Regions from separate parts of the Zea mays genome. Here all the other regions are linked to region 3. A link is a contact called in public Hi-C data. All regions are on one chromosome and are shown on one strand. Each heading gives the region's core, a stretch centred on a gene start, on an enhancer-like site or on the middle of the called end of the contact. The rest is flanking DNA. Distances are from core to core; before and after follow the strand shown.

Evidence for each region. A called contact is a pair of places that touch in the nucleus more often than the background predicts.
Region 1: a Hi-C map of tassel shows a contact between it and region 3, with 2.9 times the contacts expected there. The contact joins the promoter of LOC103633963 here to the promoter of LOC100277152 in region 3. A contact is called at or near these places in 6 of 25 Hi-C or Micro-C datasets (bundle sheath, ear, endosperm and 2 more).
Region 2: a Hi-C map of leaf shows a contact between it and region 3, with 6 times the contacts expected there. The contact joins the promoter of LOC100193947 here to the promoter of LOC100277152 in region 3. A contact is called at or near these places in 2 of 25 Hi-C or Micro-C datasets (leaf and tassel).

Annotation. Positions count from the first base shown.
Region 1 is chr1:36,426,535-36,430,086 of Zm-B73-REFERENCE-NAM-5.0, reverse strand. It overlaps LOC103633963 (ERAD-associated E3 ubiquitin-protein ligase component HRD3), which reads right to left and starts at 1,451. Exons shown (of 7, transcript XM_008655622.4): 1 at 691-1,451. The coding sequence starts at 1,275.
Region 2 is chr1:35,943,069-35,946,287 of Zm-B73-REFERENCE-NAM-5.0, reverse strand. It overlaps LOC100193947, which reads left to right and starts at 1,814. Exons shown (of 6, transcript NM_001349841.1): 1 at 1,814-2,059; 2 at 2,241-2,553; 3 at 3,127-3,200. The coding sequence starts at 1,988.
Region 3 is chr1:36,179,329-36,182,722 of Zm-B73-REFERENCE-NAM-5.0, reverse strand. It overlaps LOC100277152, which reads right to left and starts at 2,062. Exons shown (of 3, transcript NM_001150802.2): 1 at 1,841-2,062; 2 at 413-560. The coding sequence starts at 1,895.

The sequences.
Region 1 (3,552 bases), core at 202-2,701, 250 kb before region 3:
ATTTTTAAGGTAAAATACTATCCCTAATTTGCTTCACCAAAATAAACAGGGCAATTTACAAGAGAACGCTGCATCAGATATCCAATGTCTGGAATCTGGATGCAAGATAAAAAATAAGTAAATGTGGTTAAAGCAGGCTGCTCAGTGCTCACTAGTACTCAAGTGAAAAAAACATCATGGTTAGTAGTTAGTACTGATAAATTTCTTCAATTCGATTATTGCTTCTTAAATTACCTCCAACTTGTAAGATGACTGTGTCACGAAAAAACATTAGTTCTAGAGAAGAATTTGTAGACCTAACATCAAATATAACCCTACAATGATGAAGAGGGAATTTGATTCTCTAAGGTGTAATGTTTGTGCAAAAACTAAAAATGTTATGGTAAAAATAAGAACCACGCTACAAATTGGCAAAGACACTGGCCTCACGATTTCTACCAGCAAATAAGATCAAAGTCTACACCCAATTTCAGCAAATGTGACTACCAATTGATTAACTGAAACAACTTGCTATTCTAATGCCTGATCACCCAGGAACTAACCCTTCGCAACCCCAAGCAAAAAATGCTAATATCTGACCCAAAAAGTTCCTCAATTTGCAAGTAAGCCAACGAATTCAAACATTCAACCCCCAATTAGAGTATGCAGATTGTATGAGTGAGTAAAAGCAAACGGTATTGACCACCTCACCTCCTGGCGGAAGTAGGAGTACGCGAGGGCCATCTTTGACTGAAGATCTCCCGCGTCGGCGGCGAACTTGTGCAACAGGAATGCGAGCGATCGGGATGCCGGGCGCGTCATCCCGGCGCCGGTGAGGAACGCGAGCGCGGACTGCGCGCCCGGGTGCCCCGCCTCTGCCGCGGCCTCGATCTGCGCGGCAGCCGTGGCGAACGCCGCGTCGTCCCCATCGGACGCTGCGGAGAGCATCGCGCGGGCGCCCGCGACGAAGAGCGCGTCGGCCGACGAGTCCGTCTCATCGCCAGAAAGGGGAGGGCTTGCTGGGTCAAGAAGAGGGACCCAGGAGGACGGGGAGAGGAGCGGGTCGGCGGCTGGTGAATCGTCGGCGAAGTCGTCCCACCCGTCGTCGTCGGTGGAGTCGGCAGAGGGGAGGGACGGGTGCGCGGCCGAATCCTTGAGGAAGTCCTCACCGGAGAGAACCAAAACAAACGGGCGCACTGCAGCAGCTGGGCGAAGGAGAGAAGCGACCACGGCGAAGGAGACGGCGGCGAGGAGGAGGAGACGGCGGTGCAGGACGCGAGCCATCGGGGAAGGCATAGCCTACGAGAACACAAGATCTCACCCCCGTTGCACGGCAGGGAGTAGGAGTTGGGACTTGGGACTGCGCAGGGGATGCTGGCAGGTGGGGCATGTCGAGCGGGCAGCTTCTAGGACTATGACGTGGAGATGGGACCCGCAGTGGAGACGTGTCCGTGCTCCGTGATTGGCTTGGCGTTTGAGCCTGGTGTGGATCCGAACTTAAGTGATTTTGCTTGGGTGTGCGCTGCGCTATCTTTCTATATGGCCCATGGGCTTACGAGTTTTAGACTTATTTGTAAAACTTGAGTGACTCTAAATTTAATCTATCTATATCTTCTTCTTTTTTCTCTATCTTCTTTTTCTCTGTATAATCCATCAGTTTAAATTTTACAAAACTCACTCAACTAAATCACCCCCACATCCATAACATCGATCAACTAAATTACATCGAGACTTAACACACTATCAAATATATATCTCTATACCACTATATAATCTATCAGTTTAAACTTTACAAAATTCACACAACAAAATTACCTCCACACATATAACATCCACTAAATCCACCAAACAAATTGTATCTAAACTTAACACATCATCAAAATCAACGGATAATCTCACCCCCTTGCTCATTCAAATTCAATGAACAATATTATTTGGATCATCCTTCCCCTTCTCCCTCCCCACAACCCCGTTGCCCTCTCCCCTCACTCAGGCCACCAGCTCCGCCATCAACTCCTCCCCCTCGCGCTGTCGTCGCCATCGTCGACCCCTCCCTACGCGGGATCGTAGCATTAGCACAGGCTATATGCTAGTAAACTATATTTAAATTGAATTTTTATATCTAGTAGTTTCATTGTAGATCTACTTAACTAAAATAAGGGATCTATCTTTAGATTTGTCAAATTGGTTGAGCATGTGTTTCCACCAAATTTAAATTTAATAAAGTTAGAGAAAAAAATACCTAACATATCACTTGTTACATAGAAAAAACGGTTCAATTATTTTCTTCTTGTCACTTACTCCCTCCGTCCCATTATATAAGGCGTAACCACCTCTGGTTCAAAGACCAAGAAATGCATTTAATTGTCTCTATACCACTGCATCGATATACGTATGCATAGAGAGAGCACGCCTTATATTGTGAGACAAGAATAAAAAGTGGTTACGCCTTATATCCTGAGACGGAGGGAGTATTTTTTTAAGCTTCGCCGCAAAGACTCCGTTGAGCCTACAAATCGGCGGTCACGCCACAACGCACCCCACTGACCAGTTTTCACGTCCACTCATGTCACCCCACACCCTAGTAAGGCTGCACCACTGGGCTCATGAGACCGTCGTCGAGGCCACTGAAAGTTTCATGTGTGATTTTGATAAATGGGACGATAATTGACTAATTTGTAAGGCTTGTTTTTTGAGCTACAACTTTTTGGAGTTTTTTAAAAGATATCATTAGGCTTTTGATCCTGCAAAGTCAATAATAGCTTTTCAATAATGTTATTAACTTTTTAGACTTAGAAAGCTACATAAAGCCCATGAAACCAGGCTTTTAGCTTTTTACATAAACTCAACTTTTCCTGAGCTTTTGGCTTTCTGAAAGTTAAATAGAAAAATAATTGTTTGTTTGTGCTTCTGGCTTTTTGGTTGAGAAGCTACCAAGAAGCTCAAATAAATAGGGCTTACTCTAGTGTTGTGATTGAACTAGATTTTATTCACATCTAAGATTGAGCAAGAACAACAACAATGATGGTTGTTGCCACGAGTGATAATTGAAAGGGAAATAGGGTCAAACATTTTCCTAAATGATTTTGGTGGTTGAATTGCCCAACACAAACAGTTGGATTAACTAGTTTGCTCTAGATTATATGTTCTATAGGTGCCATAGGTTCAACACAAACCAATAAAAAGAACAAGTTAGGGTTCAAAACAAAGGGAGCATAGAAAACCGAAGTGTGCCCTGGTCTGGCGCACCGGACAGTTCGGTGTGCCACCGGACAGTGTCCGGTGCACCAGGGTGGATCAACTCAAACTTGCCACCTTCGGGTTTTTGGAAATGCCACTCCACTATAATTCACCGGACTATCCGGTGTAGCACCGGACTATCCAGTGTGTCATGCGGAGCAACGGCTACTGCGCCAACGGTCGTCTGCAAAAGCAACAGTGAACAGTGAACAGTGCGCGGACTGCGCGCGCAGAGTCAGAGCAGCGCCAGAAGGTGCACCGGACAGTGAACAGTACCTGTCCGGTGCGACACCGGACTATCCGGTGCCCCATGAAGACAGAGCTCCAACGGTC
Region 2 (3,219 bases), core at 565-3,064, 240 kb after region 3:
TCTCGCTCCGTGCAGAGGCTTGGGGGCTGCTCTCGCACCCGGCTACGGCCAAAACTGTTGACAGCGTCAATAAACCAGCCTGATAACTTGGAACCCGACCACGCACCCGGGCTACTGCCGGGCCGCAAGAGGGAACGATCAGACCGGCCAAAGCACCACGAAAAGCATTCAGACCTCAGAGGAGTCAAACCACTCCTCCGAGGCCTCGGGGGCTACACCCGGCGGGTGCGCTCGCGCGCACCCACCAGAACCAGGCAAAACCCGAGAAAGGTCGGTCCCCTCACCAAAAACGCGGCAAAAGCCTCCAAGCGAGTACCATCACTCCCTTCGAGGCTCGGGGGCTACTGTCGGGTACAATAATTAGGGGTACCCCCAACGCTCCTAATCACGGCTGGTTAACCCCCTCAGACCAACTGACGGGTGCGGTTCAAGCCAAGACTTCGTCCACCCGAAGGACGCGATCTCACCCGAGCCCAGCCTCGGGTTGGAACAGTGGTCCCAGACGAATTCACGCCTCGCCCGAGGGCCTCCTCAGACGGCAGGCGCCCCCTCGGCTCTCCCGAGGCCCGGCTCGGGCAGGCTTTGTTGTGAAGCAACCTTGGCCATACCGCCTCACCAACCGACCGCTTCGCAGGCGCATTAAATGCGGGGGATGCCTGACGCCGTATCCTGACACGCGCACCTCAGTCGACCAGGCCGAAGTGACCGCAGTCACTTCGCCCCTCCTCTTCACTATCCGATATGACAGGAAAACAGTGTCGCCCGCTCCGCTCCGACTGTCGTGTCAGCCACCCCGGCAACGACTGACAACAAGTCACGATCAACCACCGAGCTCAAGCCTCGGGCGCAATAGGAAGCTCCGCCTCGCCCGACTTCACGCTCCGACCTCGGGAGAAGGTCTCCGCCTCACCCGACCTCAGACTCCGGCCTCGGGAGGAGGTCTCCGCCTCGCCCGACCCCCCGACTCGGCCTCGACCCCGGTCTCGGGAGGAATCGCGTCCTTGCCCGACCCCGGCCTCGGCCACAAGAGAAGTCTCCGCCTCGATCGACCTTGGGCTCGGACTGACCATGCTGATAGGGGACGCATCATTCCCCTATTCCTAGCCTGCTCAGGCTACAAGGAACAAGACCGGCGTCCCATCCGGCTTACCCCGACGACGGGTAATGATGGTGCCCCACGTGCGCCATGACGCCGGTGGCTCTCAGCCCCTTACGACAGCAAGGAGACGTCAGCAGGGTCCTCGCCGCGCTGCCAGCTACGCTCCTACAGGACTCAGGCGCTCCTCCGGCGGCCACACCATCACATGTACAGCGCCCAAGCTCTCCTCCAACGACCACGTTGGCATGTACACAGGGCTTAGGCACTCCACTGCCGGACACGTTAGCGCATAGTTACGCCTCCCCTGTTGTACACCTGGACTCTCTCCTTGCCTCTATAAAAGGGAAGTCCAGGGCCACCCTGAGGGGGGTTCGCGCGAGGGAAGTGGCGGACGAGCTCTGTGTCCCCCTCTCTCTCTCCCTCACGCGATGCGCTTGTAACCCCTACTGCGAGCGGCACCCCTGGTGCAGGATAATACAAGGCTTGTCTCATATCTTGTGTTCCATCCCGCGCCAATCCATCTGGGCAGGGACACGCGGCGACAATTTACTCGTCGGTCCAGGGACCCCGGGGTCGAAATGCCGACAGATATATACCACTACTATTTGTAGGGGATAATATGCACCGCGATTTTGATGTAGTGAGATGAAAAGGTACACCAAATTGTAGAAATCTGAACATGATTTGGTTTCAGGGCGCAGTCACGAAAGGGCCAGATAGGGCTGTTTTGCAGCGGTGGCCCAAAACATGCAGAAAGGCTGCAAGGGCCGAATTTTTTTCCAAATCGTTCCTTCTACACACTGTCGAGGAGGGCAGCGGGAAGGGACGAGTCGACGCCGGTGTGCGGTGGCGGCGGTCGCGCGGTAACGTTTCCCTTCAGCTTCGATCATGTTGGTGGCGGCGCCGGCCACAAAAGGCTCACCCACCAAGGATTTGACGGCTGTCGAGCCCGGGGACGAGGTGAGTGCATTTTTCTCCCTACCGCCGTCGTAATTGGTGACAACAGCTGAAGGGGTTTGTGTAATTGGTTCATCGATTTGATAATAGCCAATCCATGTGGTGTTTGAACTTGTTTATAGGGCATGCCCTGAGTCGTGAGAGGTGACAGGAAACTTGTTCATAGTCGTTTTCGCTACCGTAGGTGGCGCAGTCGGTGTTCGACGCAGGGGGAGCTATGGGTTCGGTCTCGGTTTGTCAGGCGAATGGCAACCACCAGCCGCCGCCGCCGCAGGCAGAAGCGGAGCAGGTCGTCGAGGATGGCGTTGCCGTCGACAGGATCAATGGCAACTACCAGCCGCTGGAGCTGGTGGCTGAGGCGGGGCAGGTCGTCGAGGAGGGCGATGCCGGCGTGACCATGGAAGGCGTCGCTTCCATCGCCTTGCTGCCTACCGGTGCCATCTCCGGCCATTTCATTCGCCTCCCTGACTCCATCTGCTACGGGCTACACGGCACCCGTATTCATCTCTCCCCATTCCCCTTACAGCAGTTGTTGGTTCCTTCCAAGTTTCACGCTTGGGAAAAATATTGTTATGTTATTCTCATTTCTAAATTCTAACGGAAGTCACTAGTGTTTTTTTTTCAATGCACAAGATGAATGGTAATCTTATAAATCATAAGAGGGTTTCTCATCTGTTGGAATTATGTCACCTCTCTTTGGCGCCACCATCCCGAGCAATACCAGTCACCAGATCAACATTTCCATTGTTATACACAGCATTTTTTGGAAACAAAATGTACGTATAAAAGTAAAACTGTATAACCTGTTGTATAACCTGTTGAATCAGGAGCTTCCTTTTTATGCTACTGAATTATTTTAGATTCAGTAAAAAAGGGCTAGATTAGTCACTTTGATCTTTTTGGTAGATACGGTGTATAGTTTCAGTGAGATAATGTGTTCTTTGCACCAGTTCACCACCTGTGTCTTTACTTTTTTGCTATATAGAACACAAGATAAGTTTGAAATTATATATTATCATAAGAAGATTTTAGCTTATTTTGCTGTTTTCTTCCTTTTTCTATTATGTTAGCAATATCTTGCGAGAGGGAATGTAGCCGAGGAGAGGACTACCGCCTTATAAAGCTCACCATCATTGATTTTAAGGTGAGGCATGTCTTATGTA
Region 3 (3,394 bases), core at 813-3,312:
AATAGTGATGCTACATACAAATGGCAACAACTAATATGCAATCATGTCTTATGTGCAAGCGTGCAAGCGAGATACATTGTCCGTTAGATTATGATCCAACCATATATCACATTTAACACTTAAACTCTTCCACCATCAGCTTGTGTAGATTTATAGAAAAACCCCTAACAAACCATGATTATGTCTACAGTTGGATCATGATCTAACGGACCATGAACCTCGCTTGAACGCTTGCACATAAGGTCTGATTGCATATTAGTTGTTACCCATACAAACAGACTGTAGATACTAAATGTGAGTGCAATTTTATCATACACAACAAAATTCAAACAAATAACAGATATGCCCCCTGGATGCATATTCTAACATAAACATAGTGAACTTACAAGACTGGAATGTAATGAACACTTACTATTGATGAAGGCACTCATTCAACTCTTTTGCTTGTTTGCGGCATTGCCATACCACAGAAAATGTTCTTCCCCGTGCACACTCAGCATATTTTGAACAATAGAAATCACATTCCTGAAGAGCCTTTTGTTTCATTTTGCTCCGCAAAGCTGAAAAGTGAAACAAATAATGAGCAGAATTAACTCTTGGAAATAGATACAAATACAACAATCTTTAATGGTTTTCCTGGGCACAATCTAAAAATCATTCATAACTAATGCTAAAGAGGATCTCCAACAGGGACATGCCAGTAGACTACTTGCCGTTTTGTTAGTTTGCTTACATGGTAAAGAGAGGGAATTTGCTACCACTCAGCAGGTATATGGGTCTTAGCTACTAAACAGTAGCTAGCCTGATGGTTTCAGCGCAAATTCCAGATCACGAAATGATGATGTGGGTCAAGGATAAATACAATAAGAATTACTGGATGCTTGGTAGATATAGTGCATGTAGCCCCTCTGTACAAAAAAGAGTACAATTCTCGCTTTTGATGACTCAGATAGTTTTAAATCTGACCAAATCTATAGCAAAAAAATACCAATATTTATGGTACCAAATAAGTATCATTGGAGTAATCATGGAATATATTTACATAGTAAACCTACTTGGAGACATAAATTTTGATACTATTTTCTTATAAACTTAGTCAAAGTTACAAAAAACTTGACTTAGTTCAAACCTAGAGTTGCATTTATTCTGGGATGGATGGAGTAAATTAGAGAAGTTTTATACTCCATAGATGACATGGATTAACACTATGGAACGGTTTCTAATGGAGATGTCCTAAACAACGATAATCGGTTGAAGAAAGAACTGTCTGTGGAAGAAACCTTCTGTCCATGATGAACAGTAATCCATTAATCCAACCATTTGTTCTTTGTGAGATTCAACATCAATTAACGGCTCACTGGGAGAAAATCAATAGTTAGTTCACTCTAGCAGACATGGGAAATATTATGTACACTTGTGTGAGAAAGCATTCTGATAGCCATTCCGTTACAGTAAAACAATGCACTAATATTCAGGTGTAACGAGCTGGTAGATAAAGGTTATAACGGCCTATGCAGATGGGTACCCTACTACCAAAAAAAAGGTTCAATCTGTTGTACTAGATGGTAAATAGACTATAAATCGATAACTAACATGAGTTAACAACACCGGATCGACGGAAGTTAATGCGAACGACCTTTCGTCGTGCAAATACCAACCTCCACATAATCAGGTGAAGCAAAGCGGCCAACATAAGACGAAGAACCAACGGATTTAACCTTGTAGCCAATTTATCAATCTAGCAGAGAGAATTAATAGGAGCTCCGCACGCTCCAGGACGCCGAGACCAACAAATGAAAAAATGCTATGAAGCACGGATGGGGGATGGTGCGGGAGTCACCTTCCTCGACCTTCTTCTTGACGTGATTCTCCCGGGCCTCCTGGAGGTACCCCATGTCGCAGGCTCCCGGACTAGATGACGCTGAATTGGATTCGGGGAGAGAGAGAGACCGAACAGTTGGGGGGTTAAACCCTAGCGCCCTTGGGAACGAACGCTGACATTGACGGCGAGGTTTTCTCTCCCCTCTCCTGCTCCTAGTCCTAGTGGGTGAACTGGTGAAGTGCTTTTGCACGTGGATTAGTTGCTGAAGTTGGGCTGTTGAGTCGTCCGTCGGTGGCCCACGCGCTAGATAGGGCCACTTCGGTTCGGTTGATCGAAATGTCCGGAACGTTTGGGCCAGGCAAGACCAAAAGTACGTCGGGTATATTTGGGCCAGACCTATACGTCGGACGTCCGATTTGGGCTTTTTTTCTTAATTAAAAAGAACGGTTGGATTAGTCGTGTGGTGAATTGGTCATGGGATATTGGGATGAATGAAGGTCTGAACTATAAACGCGTTACGCATCACTGTCATGGTGGGGACCAACGGTGGTCTCAAATTTCGAGATTGCTCATAGCTCCACTCCAATCAGACGAGATCCTTGGAAGGATTCCCACGGTTGGGCGATGAGGACAACTCCACCAACACCAGCAACGATCGAGTCATCACGAACTAGTCCTGGCAGGTACGGCTAACCAACGGGCGAATACAGAATACTGCTGCTGAGCTCGACGTTCTTGGCACCAGCCTGTCCTAAACAAATTAAAGAACGCAGGACGGCGAATCGGCAATGGCATCTTAGAGGAACGGAACGCGTAGGCACACTTGTGGTACACTCATCGGGAATTTAGGTGAAAAAAGGGTGTTTCTTGCTGCGTGATTACATTTGACTGTCACGGTAACTTCGTCCAGATGTGTGTGTTTTTTTGAAAAGGGGAAATGGATCCAGGTGGAAGAAAGAAAGATGGGCTGCCAAACGGTACACGTTGGAGGAAAGAGCTCTTGCGAAACAGATCTCTCGACAAAGGGGACAAAAGCTGGCTGCTGCTCACTCCGTGTATCATGATTACCGAGGAGATTTCTAGAGTTCCAAGCCAGAAAAATTGTACCGTCTTTATTGCACATCGTTTCTTTTAAGTATTTTACCTGTCTCAGCGGGTTGAACACAGAGTTTGTTACATAACGGCCTTTTAGCTGTCTTTAGAAGAAGAAAAAAAATGTGGATACAAAATTACACCTATACGTCCACTTCTATAGTTGCAAAATTACAGTTCATTCAACCATAACCGACAATCGGTTTACCGATTCAGCATCGAAGAATATGCACGTTTTTTTTTTATTTACTTCCATGGTAAGTGTTAGACTACCCGTCTAGGGTTTGTGTTATTCCCTGTGTAATGACCGTTATACCCCTGTGTAATGGGCCTTGGCCCAGTTACTCTCTCTATTTAATATCACTCCCAACCCCTGATTAGGGTATGGGTTCCTATTCTAACATGGTATCTTCAGTCTAGGTTAGGTCTCTGTTTTTCCTCCCAGCCGCCGGTCCCCTGCCCTGGCGCCGTGCGCCCCTC